Linked DNA regions of Mus musculus: region 2 is linked to region 1. A link is a contact called in public Hi-C data. All regions are on one chromosome and are shown on one strand. Each heading gives the region's core, a stretch centred on a gene start, on an enhancer-like site or on the middle of the called end of the contact. The rest is flanking DNA. Distances are from core to core; before and after follow the strand shown. Region 1 overlaps Dock9 (dedicator of cytokinesis 9). Region 2 holds the start of Dock9 (dedicator of cytokinesis 9).

What was found. Hi-C and Micro-C count contacts between places; a contact is called where the count stands out from the background.
Region 2: a contact with region 1 is called in a Hi-C map of liver, with 1.6 times the contacts expected there. The contact joins the promoter of Dock9 here to the enhancer-like site in region 1. A contact is called at or near these places in 1 of 39 promoter capture datasets (macrophages), 10 of 484 Hi-C or Micro-C datasets (brain, brown adipocytes, cerebral cortex and 6 more), 4 of 115 datasets of contacts at active chromatin or transcription factors (embryonic fibroblasts, embryonic stem cells, heart atrium and 1 more) and 2 of 9 other capture datasets (adipose tissue and embryonic stem cells).

Annotation. Positions count from the first base shown.
Region 1 is chr14:121,662,646-121,665,391 of GRCm38.p6, reverse strand. The region is part of intron 3 of Dock9 (dedicator of cytokinesis 9); the gene reads left to right. Among named protein-coding and RNA genes, the nearest start is that of Dock9, 34 kb to the left of the region's middle. Within about 2 kb of position 1,276, at least 3 of the 459 cell types and tissues checked have an H3K27ac peak or open chromatin away from gene starts, as enhancers often do. A contact at or near this core is called in liver, where this site is marked.
Region 2 is chr14:121,697,104-121,700,107 of GRCm38.p6, reverse strand. It overlaps Dock9 (dedicator of cytokinesis 9), which reads left to right and starts at 1,691. Exons shown (of 54, transcript NM_001081039.1): 1 at 1,691-1,914. The coding sequence starts at 1,795.

The sequences.
Region 1 (2,746 bases), core at 27-2,526:
CTGTCCCTCAGGATGTCCCTCAGGATGTCCCTCAGTTAGATCCTCAGTGACAGCAGCTGCAGTTCTTGATGCTCAGAGCATCATGACCCAATAATGAGAAAGGGCGTGTGCCACACAGAGCCAGGCCCACCTGCATGGGGGCCGCTGTGGAAAACCTGGAACCGTGTGCGACTTTCAAACCTTACTTGGTGGCGTTGGAATGTAAATTTGAATGTTCATACCTGATGCCCAGGTGTGAAAGTATTGCCGGAAACTGTGAAAAGTATTCCTAAGGATACAGTAACATTAAAATGTTTACAGTTACATAGTCAAAGGAGAATGCTCACCTCCCCTGACTCTGCTCTTCCTTCTTCTCTCATTTTCTTTCACCTTCAAGGAATAATCTAGAATACCCATACTTCCTTCCCTTTGCATCTTTTCAAGAAAAATGCTTACTGGGGGGGTGGGGGGGGGCGGGAGAAAAAAACAAAGCAAGCACCCATTGTTGTTTCTGTTGAGTTGGTGGCTGCTCAGGTGGAGGTTGTGACGCAGACAAAACAATTGATGCCAATGAAGTGGAATAAGAATAGGGGCTTTGTTCAAAAAACATTATTCGTGAGCCGTTTTTTTCTGTTTTACAATCTTTATTATTATTAATTAAAAAATTGATTTACTTACATCCTAATATTAGCCCCCTTCTCCTCCCAGAACACCCCATCCTCCCTACTCCCCCTCCCCTTCTCTTCTGAGAATGGGGACCCCTCCCCCAGATCCTCCCTCCCCTGGCTCATCAAGTCATTGAAGGACTAGAGATATCCTCTCTCACTGAGACTGGACAAGGTGGCCCAGTGGATAGCCCTTTCTTCAGACCCACATGACACCCAAGCTGCTCATCTGCTACATATGTGTGCAGTGGGGTGAGGCCTACGTCCAGCCCATGCTTGCTCTTTGGTTGATGGTTCAGTCTCTGGGAGACCCCAAGGGTCCAGGTTATTTGACTCTGTTGGACTTCCTGTGGAGTTCTATCCTCTTTGGGGTCTCTCAACTCTCCCACAAGAGTCCCTGGGCTCCATCTAATATTCGCCTATGGGTCTCTGCATCTCTTTCCACTGGCTGCTGAGTAGAGCCTCTCAGAGGACCCTTATGCTAGGCTCCTGTCTGTAAGCATAGCAGAGTATCATTAATAGTTAATTTAATAGTTAATCATTAACAATCAGGGATTGGTTCTTGTCCTTGGGATGGTTCTCAATTTGAGCCAGTCATTGGTTGTCCATTCCCTCTGTGTCTATTTTTGTCCCTGCATGTCTCATAGGCAGGCTATAACTTGGGTCTAAGGTTTTGTGGGTGGATTGCTGTCCTTATCCCTCCACTGGGAGGCCTGCCTGGCCACAGAAGGTAGGCCGAGCCAGTTTAAAAAAAAATAGGTATAACACAAATACATCTTTGTTGGTTTTCATGTGTTCTTTTTCTCTATCAGTTTTGTGTATGTCAAGAGCTGATTAGAATCTCACAGCCACCCAAGAAGGTAGAGGAAGGACACCCTGCTGGCCCCTTGTAGTCATGTAGTGAGGTAGTTCTGATATAGTATGTGAACCATAGTGACACTAGAAGAAGCCTTAGCAGTGAAGTGAGTGCCACGTATAGTACACATGCAAGCTCATGTGCACGCGCACACACATGCATGCACACACACATGGATGTACATGCATGCACATGACCATGACCATGTACACACAAAGGTACACAGGTAAAGAGGTCATGGGGCCGTGTGAGTTGAAGTCTACATCTTTCCTGCGCATAATCTCACTCTATCACTTACGAATGTGAAGAAAACTGAGGACAAATTTAAATGGTTTTAGTAACTAACAGCACTAGTTCTAAAGTTGGTATCATGAAGTGTCTAGGTTCACACATGATATTCTCGCTCATGTCCCAGTAGAGAAACATATGGCCTCTTCCACCACCATGCAGTAGATGGCTCAGCAGGTAAAGGCACCTGCTGCTAAGCCTGCTGACCTGAGTCTGGTCTTCCAGATCTGCGTGGTAGAAGGAGAGAATCAACTTTGGCAAGTTGACCCCTAGCTTCTCCATGAGTACAACGGCATGTGCTTCCCCCCCCCACACACACACAAGTAAATCATATGCAACTGTCTTGGTAACCCTTCCACTGACTGCTGTAGTAAGACGCCATGATGAAGGTAGCTTATAGAGGAGTGAGTTTACTGGGAGCTTACAGTTCGGAGGGTGAGTGCATGGCCATCGTGGTGGGGAGCATGGTGGCAGGTGTGGTACTGAGACAGTAACTGAGAACTTACATCTTGATTCACATGTATGAGCCTGAGTGTGAGATTTTGGCAATGGTGCAGGCTTTTCAAACTTCAAAGCTCTACCCCATCCTGTGGCATACCTTGTCTGACAATGCCACGCCTCCTAAGCCTTCTCAGACAGTTCCACCAACTAGCAACCAAACATTTAAATATATGAGCCTGTGGGGGCATTCTCATCCAAACCATCATAGCAACATAAAACATTTCTTATAAAAACAAATGATTATAAGCCGGGAATAGTTATTGCTATTTCAGTGTTGCCATAGAAAAGCTGCTGTCAGATTGTTGATATTGATAACGACACAGTTGCTCCCGAGGGTCGTGTTTCACTGGTTCAGAGTCTGGTGTCTCACAGGAGTCTTTGTGATGTTAGATGATTGACAGCTGAACTTTTATGTCTCTAGGGTCTGACTTCCCAAAACTCCTCATGTTCCCCAGAA
Region 2 (3,004 bases), core at 442-2,941, 34 kb before region 1:
GATGGTGGGGCTGGGTGGGTTTGGACTGCATTTCTTCTGCTGGCTTCTGGTCCTAGACTATTTTGTACATTGAGACTGTGGATGCTATTTACTGACTATTATAATATTTGTATCTGTTACTAGACAGGTCTTGATTTCAAAGAAGTGAACAGGCACTAAATGGGAGGGGTTCCACCCGAAGGGCATCTTTACATTTAACCCACCTGTAGTACATGCTTTCTGTGCATCTTTGTAGCAAACCCCTTCGTGCATCTTTGTAGCAAACCCCTTCGTGCATCCTTGTAGCGAACCTCTCCGATGCTTGTGTTTTGATTTTTGCTAGTTGATCTCTTAAAAAGTTACTCCTTCAGGGAATATGAGGAAACAAAAAAGATAGCAGACTTCTTTTTTTTTTTTTTTCCATTTTTTATTAGGTATTTAACTCATTTACATTTCCAATGCTATACCAAAAGTCCCCCATATCCACCCACCCCCACTCCCCTGCCCACCCACTCCCCCTTTTTGGCCCTGGTGTTCCCCTGTACTGGGGCATATAAAGTTTGCAAGTCCAATGGGCCTCTCTTTCCAGTGATGGCCGACTAGGCCATCTTTTGATATATATGCAGCTAGAGTCAAGAGCTCCGGGGTACTGGTTAGTTCATAATGTTGTTCCACCTATAGGGTTGCAGATCCCTTTAGCTCCTTGGCTACTTTCTCTAGCTCCTCCATTGGGGGCCGTGTGACCCATCCAATAGCTGACTGTGAGCATCCACTTCTGTGTTTGCTAGGCCCCGGCCTAGTCTCACAAGAGACAGCTACATCTGGGTCCTTTCAATAAAATCTTGCTAGTGTATGCAATGGTGTCAGCGTTTGGATGCTGATTATGGGGTGGATCCCTGGATATGGCAGTCTCTACATGGTCCATCCTTTCATCTCAGCTCCAAACTTTGGCTCTGTAACTCCTGATAGCAGACTTCTGCAAGAACATCTGTGTATCTCTCTTCTTCAGGATATCTTTGGACTTCCCATCTTTTTCCTATTCTTGAGGGAAGAGACTTTCTGCTTTACGTTTCCACTCTGACCTTCTCCATCCTTTAACACTGGGCACACTACATCCTGGCACACACACGTTGTTGTGTGCAAAGAAAATGTCCATGGTAAATGCTTTGGCTGCATTATTAATTTATTCAGCATTACGGTATCATCTCCCTGGCATAAAACAGATACATGAGTTTGTCTGCTGCTGTCTGTCCTGCAAGGAGAAATGATTTCTTGAACTGTACCTCCTGGGAACACCCTTGCTTGCTCGTTTGGTCCTGCTTTGATCAGGAGCCAAGTTCTTGGTGCTTAGCCATAACACAAATGAAAGCGTTTTGAAACTGCAACTTTTAGACCAGCCAGGCGACCTAGCTGGGGGCTTCAGATCGGAAGTCCTTATGAGGGAGCCTCGCTGGGATCGGCAGGCTTCCTTCTCAATGCTGCACTATTTGGATTCACATTGATTTGGCCCACGCTGTGTGGAACAGACACAATGAGGCTGGTCTTTCATTGCAGAGGCAGTACACTGTGTATTGTTCTGTTTGGGGGTTGTTTTTCTTTGGCCAGCGAGCAGGAGCCTCCCATTCTCCTAGCTGTAGTAACACCCCTAGAGGCTGGCCTTCTCGGTCATGCCTTCCCCACCCCTCAGGCTCTGCACTTCCAGTGCCTGGGAAACAGGCTTCAGGCTTCCTTTCCTTTCTCTGGCCAGCGGTGCGGCTGGTGGGGGACTCTCAGCTGTCCCTGCTGCAGGCTTTCTGACAGTGGTCTGTGTGGAGAATGCAGGCTGAGAAGTACAGGACGAGCGGTAGAAGTGACAAGAAGGAGTTGGTCATCGAGTCCCCCCTGCAGTACAAGGATGCAGCTCAGGCAGACGTGGAGGCAGAGAGCTCCACATTGGTAAGAGTCCCGTCCTGTCGCCCTGTCCCGGGACCGTGACTGCTTCTGAATGAGTCAGTGACCCACCGCATCCCGCTGCTCTTTCTGACTTTCCGACTTGCTCCTTTCTGACTTGCTCCGCCTGTCTCTAGGAAACCCTTATCTCTACCTTTCCTTATAGACTGGCCTGAAGTCTACTTCCATCCTTCCTCAGGAAAGAAATGTTGACGTTTGTGGGTGAACAGGTTTCTGGGAGGAGCTTTGCATAAAACAATTTAGTATTGTTCAAAAATTTTGTCACACCTAGCCACAACGATTTTTTTTTTTCAGAAGTCAACTGGGCGGGGGTTTTAACAGCACCCTGGGAGTTGGAAAGGAAGTATTTTGCAGACTTAAACCCTTCTGTGCATTGTCTATTTATGTCAGTGAGAAAACAAGGCAGGTAGGTGCTGAGGAGTGCACGCCGGTCTCTTCCCCTTGTTTATTTTTATCAGGGGCGTTTGTGTTGAACAGAGTCAGAAAGAATCTCAGCTGACAGCAAAGTTGATGTTTTAGCATTAGCCAAACCCATAGTAGTTTGAACAAACTCAAGTGCCTTCTTAGACTCTGGAAGGGAAGACCATGTAAAGTAATTGTGTTGTTAACCGTCAATGAGTAGGCTGTGCTTCCCGTTTGGAATTTCTTTAGTACAATAAAGGCACATAATTTTTTAAAGCAAGCTGCAGAAACCACCAGCGTGCTCTGCCGAGGGGACAATTGAGCCTTTCACACGGGCTGTTAAAGGGATTGTCAAGCTAGTGCCTAGTACCTCTGTGTAGCTTTCCCCACCCCAAACATGGAAGTTCAGTTGTGGCTGCTCTAGTGCTCTAGTGTTTGGTTTCCAGTTTACTGCACTGGCAATTAACAGCTGTGAGGGTGGGAGCTTAAACTCTCCAAGAGCATATTTCACCCTGACCGAATCGCTTTCCTTTGTGATGAGGGGGGTTAACTTACTTGTATTGCGCCGCCTTCAAAACTGTACTGCTTGTTCTTGACTGAAAGTCAGTCAAATAAGTTGGCTCCCCCTCCCACCCCACCCCGCCACACGCACACAGTTCATTTTTAACATACA